Regions from separate parts of the Mus musculus genome. Here region 2 is linked to region 1. The links are chromatin contacts, called in public HiChIP or PLAC-seq maps. All regions are on one chromosome and are shown on one strand. Each heading gives the region's core, a stretch centred on a gene start, on an enhancer-like site or on the middle of the called end of the contact. The rest is flanking DNA. Distances are from core to core; before and after follow the strand shown.

The links. HiChIP or PLAC-seq counts read pairs in DNA pulled down with a chosen protein or histone mark.
Region 2: a contact with region 1 is called in an H3K27ac HiChIP or PLAC-seq map of embryonic stem cells, with 2.4 times the contacts expected there. The contact joins two enhancer-like sites. A contact is called at or near these places in 3 of 484 Hi-C or Micro-C datasets (cerebral cortex and neurons) and 2 of 115 datasets of contacts at active chromatin or transcription factors (both in embryonic stem cells).

What each region holds. Positions count from the first base shown.
Region 1 is chr13:18,484,643-18,488,137 of GRCm38.p6, forward strand. No RefSeq gene overlaps it. Among named protein-coding and RNA genes, the nearest start is that of Pou6f2, 100 kb to the left of the region's middle. Within about 2 kb of position 1,264, at least 10 of the 459 cell types and tissues checked have an H3K27ac peak or open chromatin away from gene starts, as enhancers often do. A contact at or near this core is called in embryonic stem cells, where this site is marked.
Region 2 is chr13:18,808,960-18,812,570 of GRCm38.p6, forward strand. It overlaps Vps41 (VPS41 HOPS complex subunit), which reads left to right. Exons shown (of 29, transcript NM_172120.4): 8 at 1,473-1,592; 9 at 2,608-2,754. Among named protein-coding and RNA genes, the nearest start is that of Vps41, 93 kb to the left of the region's middle. Within about 2 kb of position 2,197, at least 27 of the 459 cell types and tissues checked have an H3K27ac peak or open chromatin away from gene starts, as enhancers often do. A contact at or near this core is called in embryonic stem cells, where this site is marked.

The sequences.
Region 1 (3,495 bases), core at 14-2,513:
CATTTAGGCTGAGATTTGGCTTTTTAGGGGGAAAACTAAATAGAGAAAGCAGATCCTTAATTTCTTCGAATTGTTAACATCTGCTTCAAACTCTGTGTTGGGCTGTTAACAAAGGGATAACTGTCTCTCCTGAGGTTGTGAAAGCCCGTTAGTTTTCTAAGTGGGCAAAGGGATTCCCAGTAAGTTAACATCCCTCTGTGTAAGCATATACTTATATGTATATACTTATATGTATATACTTATACATATACATCTCCATTGTGGGTGTTTAATAATTTCCTAATCTCCCTCACATACCAGCCTGATATTTTAACTTTCCCACTTGAGAAAAAGAAGTGGGGGCACTAAGAACTCAAACTCCTTTGTCTATGAAAGATCTGAGAACATTTCACTAAGGGCAAATGCTATATCCTTAATTTTGGTAAAAATTGTTCAAGACAGAAAAACCTGTGCCTGGCCTAAAAGCTGGCAAGTTCTCTTGGAGATAAAGCTAGAACTACATAGATGAATCCATCCAAATGAAGATAGCTACTGGGCAATGGGACCAATCACCAGCTAGAGAAGTGGTATTGCCTTCCAAAGGCATCTCATGTTATAACACTTCTCAACACCAATGTTATTTTAAAGATTTCAGTTATATGAAAAAGATACAGTCTCCCACATTTTAAATTTAGAATAGGATAATATATTTAACTGTCCCTTTCCCACCCTTCCACCCTCACCCATATGCTCTACATGGCACAGGTAGAGAGTCAGTCTTCTCTAGAATCTTCTAGCATCCGTTTATAGATTTCTTCCTAAATTAGCTTTGAAGAAAGCAACTGTTAATATGTCTAAAGGAGGGAGAGGCACTGTCATCGTGAGAAAAGGAGCCCCAGAAAACCCCTTTGTTCAAGAGATCTCTGAGAACTGATGCTCCTTCCTGAAAAGGCACAGACCATTCCAACTATATCAGAACTTTCATTGCCAGTTTTATCCCATTTAGTGCTAAAAAAAAAAAAAAAAAAAAAAAATCAACTACTTTCTGAAAATGGCAAATTCATTTTCATCTTAATAATTTGCATGTCCCATACTCTACAGGGACCTATGAGTGTCAATCATTTTAAACCTAGCACTGCCCTATGCAGTATCATCAAACCTTCCAGTCAGAGGTGAGAATATAGAAGCTTAAGTCATAAATTTTGCCAAGACAGCTACTAAGTGGCAAGCCAAGGTCAACCCCAAACTCGAGGCTGAGCCAGGATCAACCCCAAACTCAAGGCAAGACTCAGGATCCTTGGGCATGTGTAGCCTCCCACAAGCCTGAAGCAGGCTAAGCCAGAACTTGACCTTGCTGCCACTAAGGAGATTATCTAGGGTGGAGACTTCCTCCCTAGATCACTCTATTGTTCTGCCTTGGCCGCTGCTCCTCTTCAAGATACTGCTACCTGCTGAGAGGCCCCGGAGCTATTCAGGAGACTATGCCCTATCCTGCACGTCATCACCTGCAGCTGGTTCCAGGCTCCAAGGATGAATTGGCAGGAATGGACTTTCCCCACCTCTTTCATAAAGCGTGTCCGCCATTAAAAATTTGAACCTTGATCAGATTAGTTGTCTTTGTTCCATCTTTCCCTCGTCACCTAGTTTCCCTCTCTTTCAGTTCCAATATGCCTTCCAGGCTCGAACCCGGACACGCCAACAGGCATGTGTTAAGTAGTATGCGACATGAATTTATGAAAGAGAACAGACATATGAAAATCAGCTCACAAAATAAAGTTTTAGATTATTCTCCCTTTGGACACAACTAAAAACTGTACAAAGGCAGAGTTTTGTTTTTATGCCTCAAACACAATGGCAAAAACACTACCATTGAAATTTGCTGTGAGTCACATAATCATTCTTTTTTTCCTTTGACAATATTTTTGGAATAGTTACTCCTCAATGAAAGCCTCAATATGAAATATGACTTCTGACCAATTACAAACTTCTAAAATATATAACTTTGAAGATGAATACTTTTTAAAGAAATACCAGAAACATAGATGAAAAAGACAATGTCAGAGTGGGCTGCTGAGTGGGGGCTGTTTAAGGATGGTTTGCACACTAATGCCTGTCCTAATGTAAAACTATGCTACTCTTACTGTGTGCAGCATTCTCTGCAGTCTCTCCATCATCCACCACACACCTGCCATAGAGAAGGTACTCAGTACATATTTATTGAGTTGATCAATTCACAGTTGAATGTATGAACTGTAAAGTGCAAAGTAGAAATAGAACCATATAATGAATAGAACAAATATGGTAGAATCATGTCTTCGCTTCTATCACATACTGTAATGACACTGTGACATACTTACACAACACACACACACACACACACACACACACAGATTTACTTTGCTTTGATGTAAGCCTGTGGTATAGAAGAAGAAAGCTAGTCTCAAAACGACAACAGCAAAGAAGAGAAATATCAGAGAGGTGATGAAAATTCCTAGGAAAAGTAATTTCAAAGATTCAATATAGAAACGATCCCAGGATCTGGTGGTTTTATTTTCATCAATTGTTTTATTTCGAGAAGAAAGTCTGGTTCTTCTAACTTCTTAAGTGTGTCCCCACCAACATCCAAAATAAAAACAAACAAAAAGCCCAGATTGCTTCTCTGTATGGAGATGTGACTCTCAGAGAGCAAAAGATTTGACTTATTTTGGTAGAGAATAATCATGATAATAGGTCCTCTAGAATTTCCTTAGCACTGTTCCTGGAAAGGATGGCATGGAATGGAAAGTGTGACGCTTTATCATTTCAGAGCATAAAACGATTACAACGCCTTGCTAATCATTGCAGATAGCCTTGTAATTAAATTTATACTGAAAATGTCATCAGCTATTATCCATATATTAGATATATAAAATCAAAGTGTTTACAAACAATTTGACAAAAGTATTTCTTTTGGCTGTTAACCATGGGCCTGCTGTTCTCTTTGTATGTTGTTTGCAGTATTCCATGGTGAATGAGCTAATTGGAAATATTATGAAGTTAAAAGCATTAAATTGTTTTTATGTTCACTTGTTAAATGTTCAAGCGGCATATTAAGGCAATTTCAGCTTTCAGTTATCTACTTTTAAATTTTTAGTGATCTTTTTCTCCCTCAGGCTGCAAAAAGTGTCTGACCAAGTAACTGACATAGCTTCCCAGCACCTTCCATGAGCGTGCAATTTTAATGCCTTCTAATCATACAAATCAATATGAGATTTTTGTACTTGTGATGACCTTCCTGGAATTATCCCCCCATTTTGGCTGAATCCAAGTGAGTGGAGGCTATTTGATAAAAAAAAATAAAAAATAAAAAAACCCTAAGAGTGTGAAATACGAGCCCTTGCTTCTTCCGCCAGACTCCTCTTGACAGAAAGATGATAGAAGCGTTCCATCCCTCGGAGGGTAAATGCAAACTGACAAGAGATGAGCCTTTAGATGTTGAATATAATCTTGAATTGTGCTTGAAGTGTCTTATTATCT
Region 2 (3,611 bases), core at 947-3,446, 330 kb after region 1:
TGTTTTTTTATCGCTTCATCCAGCTCCCTAAATTAAACTTGGTTGTAAAACGTGGACTTCATCCTTATTAATGAGTTAACATTATAAAAAAAATCACATGAATAATTAGAAAAATTTCTATGTAAGATTTCTTCATACCCTTTTCTAGAATTATGATTACTTTGTAATATATGCTTCATATTTCTATACTACTTTCTGTGTAAATATTTATTATGTGGCTATTTATTCATATTTAAGTGGTATCATAGAAAATACTATTTTGTAGTATTTTTAATATCTTAAGTATCTTTATATTGATAATACACATATAGAGACAGATATTTATAGGTAGGTAGATAGACAGACACACTGACTGATAGTCCTGATTTTGTCCATCTCCATATTGTGCTCAGTAGTTGCCATGTTTTTAGTTTATCTGTGGTTGTCATATATAACTTTAATTGTATAGCATCAATTTCTAGGTTGCCCCTGATGTTTCCTCCCTTATACTTAGGGCCTGGTAGTAGATACACAAAACACTGAGGTAAACTGAAAGGAATTTTAAAAATTCTCTTGCCAGGAATGGTGGCACCTGCCAACAATCCTAGAGTATGATGGCAGAGGGATAGTAGACCAAGAACTCTATCTACACCAGCATTCTAGGCCGACAATAGTGAAGCTCATCTCCGCCTCACCCCAGACCTCTCTCAGCCTCTGTCCTCAGTGTAGCAGACAGCAGTAACACACATACGTCTGGTTGTTGTGCTTTCAGCGATACATGCTATAGGTGGCACTGCTTAAAGAGTTGAAGTTGAGTATATCAAGAAGAATATGTTCTCAGTGGATGAATTATCAGACCTGTGTCTTCTTCAGAATTAAGGAGTTTTGACCAGTTATATTTTATTTTAAAATAGTCAGTGGGACTTCACAATAGATTCTAATCTTTATATAGTGTCTAGCTACTGTGGAAAATGTAAAGATCCCAAATCTTAAAGCAAATGGTTCATACTTTGTGATTTGATTTACTGTTAAAAAGATAATGTCACATTATTTGCTTTGGATTAAATAAAAAAAAAAAAAGATGCTCGCTTCCAACTAAAGCAGTTGAACCTGTGATGACTCTCTTTGTCAGTGAGAAACTTAAAAGGTTCTGATTTCCCGGTTTACACAGTTAATTAGTTCCCAGTTGAAAAGCCGTCCTGAAGCTGGATTCACTAAGGCATTGTTTGCCCCGAGTCGTGGTGTTTTGGTGCCATCTTGTGGCTGAGACTTGTCATATCCTCAGTGCTCGTCTAATTTAAATAGGAATTCAGGCAGTTCAAGATATGTAGGGGATTGTTTCCAAAACGAGGGTATCTATTTAAAATAAGCATAAAAAAATACTGAGAGCGGCTTGTTTGTCACTTGGTAACACTGACAGGCAGAGAGGATGAGTGAAGGATCTTCTGTGTGACTCTGGAGACCTGAAAGCCTGTGTTTTGCTGTGTCCTCAGCTGCTGCTGTTTGAACGGACCTGGATGAACAGATGGAAGTCTTCTGTGCTACACGAAGGGGAAGGAAACATAAGGAGTGTGAAGTGGAGAGGCCATCTGATTGCTTGGGCCAACAATATGGTAAAGGCACTTGTCTGTCTCTCTAGCACTTGCACAGTGGCAGCAGATTGCCAGATGGAAAGGGCAGGACAGAGACTCGGTGGAGTTAGAATTCTGATAGGTATGGGTGATTGATACCACACCTCAGCTTAAGGAAGTCAGATCGCCTGGGTTTTCATACTACAGCAATTCCCAACACATTGTGGACTAAAATCTCTTTAGAGGAAGAAAGTGAGGCACAGAGCAACGAAGAAAATGAAAAGCCACCTTAATCATTGCAGGGCTGCTTCAGGCATGTGCTCTGGAAATGCCATTCACCCGGCGCTCATGAGCACTGAGAGAAGCAAGTTGTGACTTCCTCTTTACTCCAGGTATAATCATGGGCCTGTCATTTGAAAAGTGTATTGTACTCTCAGTATTGCACTTAAAGTTTATTTTATGTAAAGTGGGGCTTGGAGGAAGTTTAAAGAGTAGTCTTTTTCATATCTGTCATGTTTTCTGAAATTTCAACACGTAGCTGAGAAAATCAGTTGCATTTGGTCAGAAAGAGTTGACATTGTCTCAGTTCAACCCTGCTGCTGGGATTGTCCTCACAACAGCCAGTCTCCAGGCTCCTGATCAGCCAGAGGCACTTGAAGGTTCCATTGAGCACTCTGAAGGGTCACATGTTGTCTTTGAATGGATGGGTTTTCAGACCCAAAGCTTTCTGAAAAACTAAAACTCATTCTCTTTCCGAAGAATTCCTTTAGAAATGCTCGCCACCTATCAGGTTGAAAGCAAACTTGGTGTCTCTGTGCAAAACATGTTTGTGCTGGATTTGTGTTACTTACGCCCTCCACTAATAACAGCCTTTGTCCAGAAAGGAGCCTTGCAGCTTTGGTTCTCAAAGGGTTTGTATAAAGAAAGTCCATGGCCTTGTATGGCTCCTGGGCGTGCCCAGTGAACAGCGTTATGGGTTTGAGTGCGACACGTCTTGCTTTGCTCGATCCCTCTCTGAGATACAAGACACTTAATTTAATGTTGCTTTGGTTTGTAGGGTGTGAAGGTTTTTGACATCACCTCAAAGCAAAGAATCAGCAATGTGCCCCGAGATGACATAAGTCTTCGCCCAGACATGTACCCCTGCAGCCTCTGCTGGAAGGACAATGTGACACTCATTATTGGCTGGGGAACTTCCATCAAGGTCGTTTACTTGGTCTTTCTATTAAATCCAAATCATTACAGATTTATTGTACTCATGACTGGTTTCTGGCAAACCTGATATTTTCATCTGAACACTGTGGTGCTAGGATGAAGCACCACTTTATTTTACAAGTACAGACTTTAAGATGTGCTTTCCTTTTCTTTTTTTTTTTTTTTGTTTTTTGTTTTTTGTTTTTTGTTTGGTTTGGTTTGGTTTTTCGAGACAGGGTTTCTCTGTGTAGCCCTGGCTGTCCTGGAACTCACTCTATAGACCAGGCTGGCCTTGAACTCAGAAATCCACCTGCCTCTGCCTCCCGAGTACTGGGATCAAAGGCGTGCGCCACCACGCCCAGCTGTGCTTTCCTTTTCTATGATGGGCAAACTAATTGCCCTTTTCTGTTCTCAGAATGATGCTGTATTTGTTGAGTTCTGTTTTAGTTTCCCATGATCCCACCGCAGTTCCTTGGCTGTTTATGGAACGTGTGGTTGATTTTGGTGGCTTAGTCAAAGGTGTTGATCTTCATATCATCCTTTCTTTGTCTTTAGTTTTGATCGTTCGGCTCATTTGAGTTTTTCATGGCCGTGAGCTGAGGGTAAACCTAAGTCACCTGCATATTTCATAATTCAGTGGCATAGAGGCCCTGGCTCGTTGTTTATAATTCAATGGCATAGAGGCCCTGGCTCGTTGTTCATAACGTGATTGGCATTGTGAGATATTTTCCTGAGATGATTCAATAATTTCCTTAGTAAGCGAGGGGCCGGAAGGGAGAGTAGGGCTCTTATAAACTCAGAAGTTCACCGGAAAGAGAAGGCAGCTGGGGGAAGTAAAGAGGAGACAGATGTCCAGAAGCAATTAGG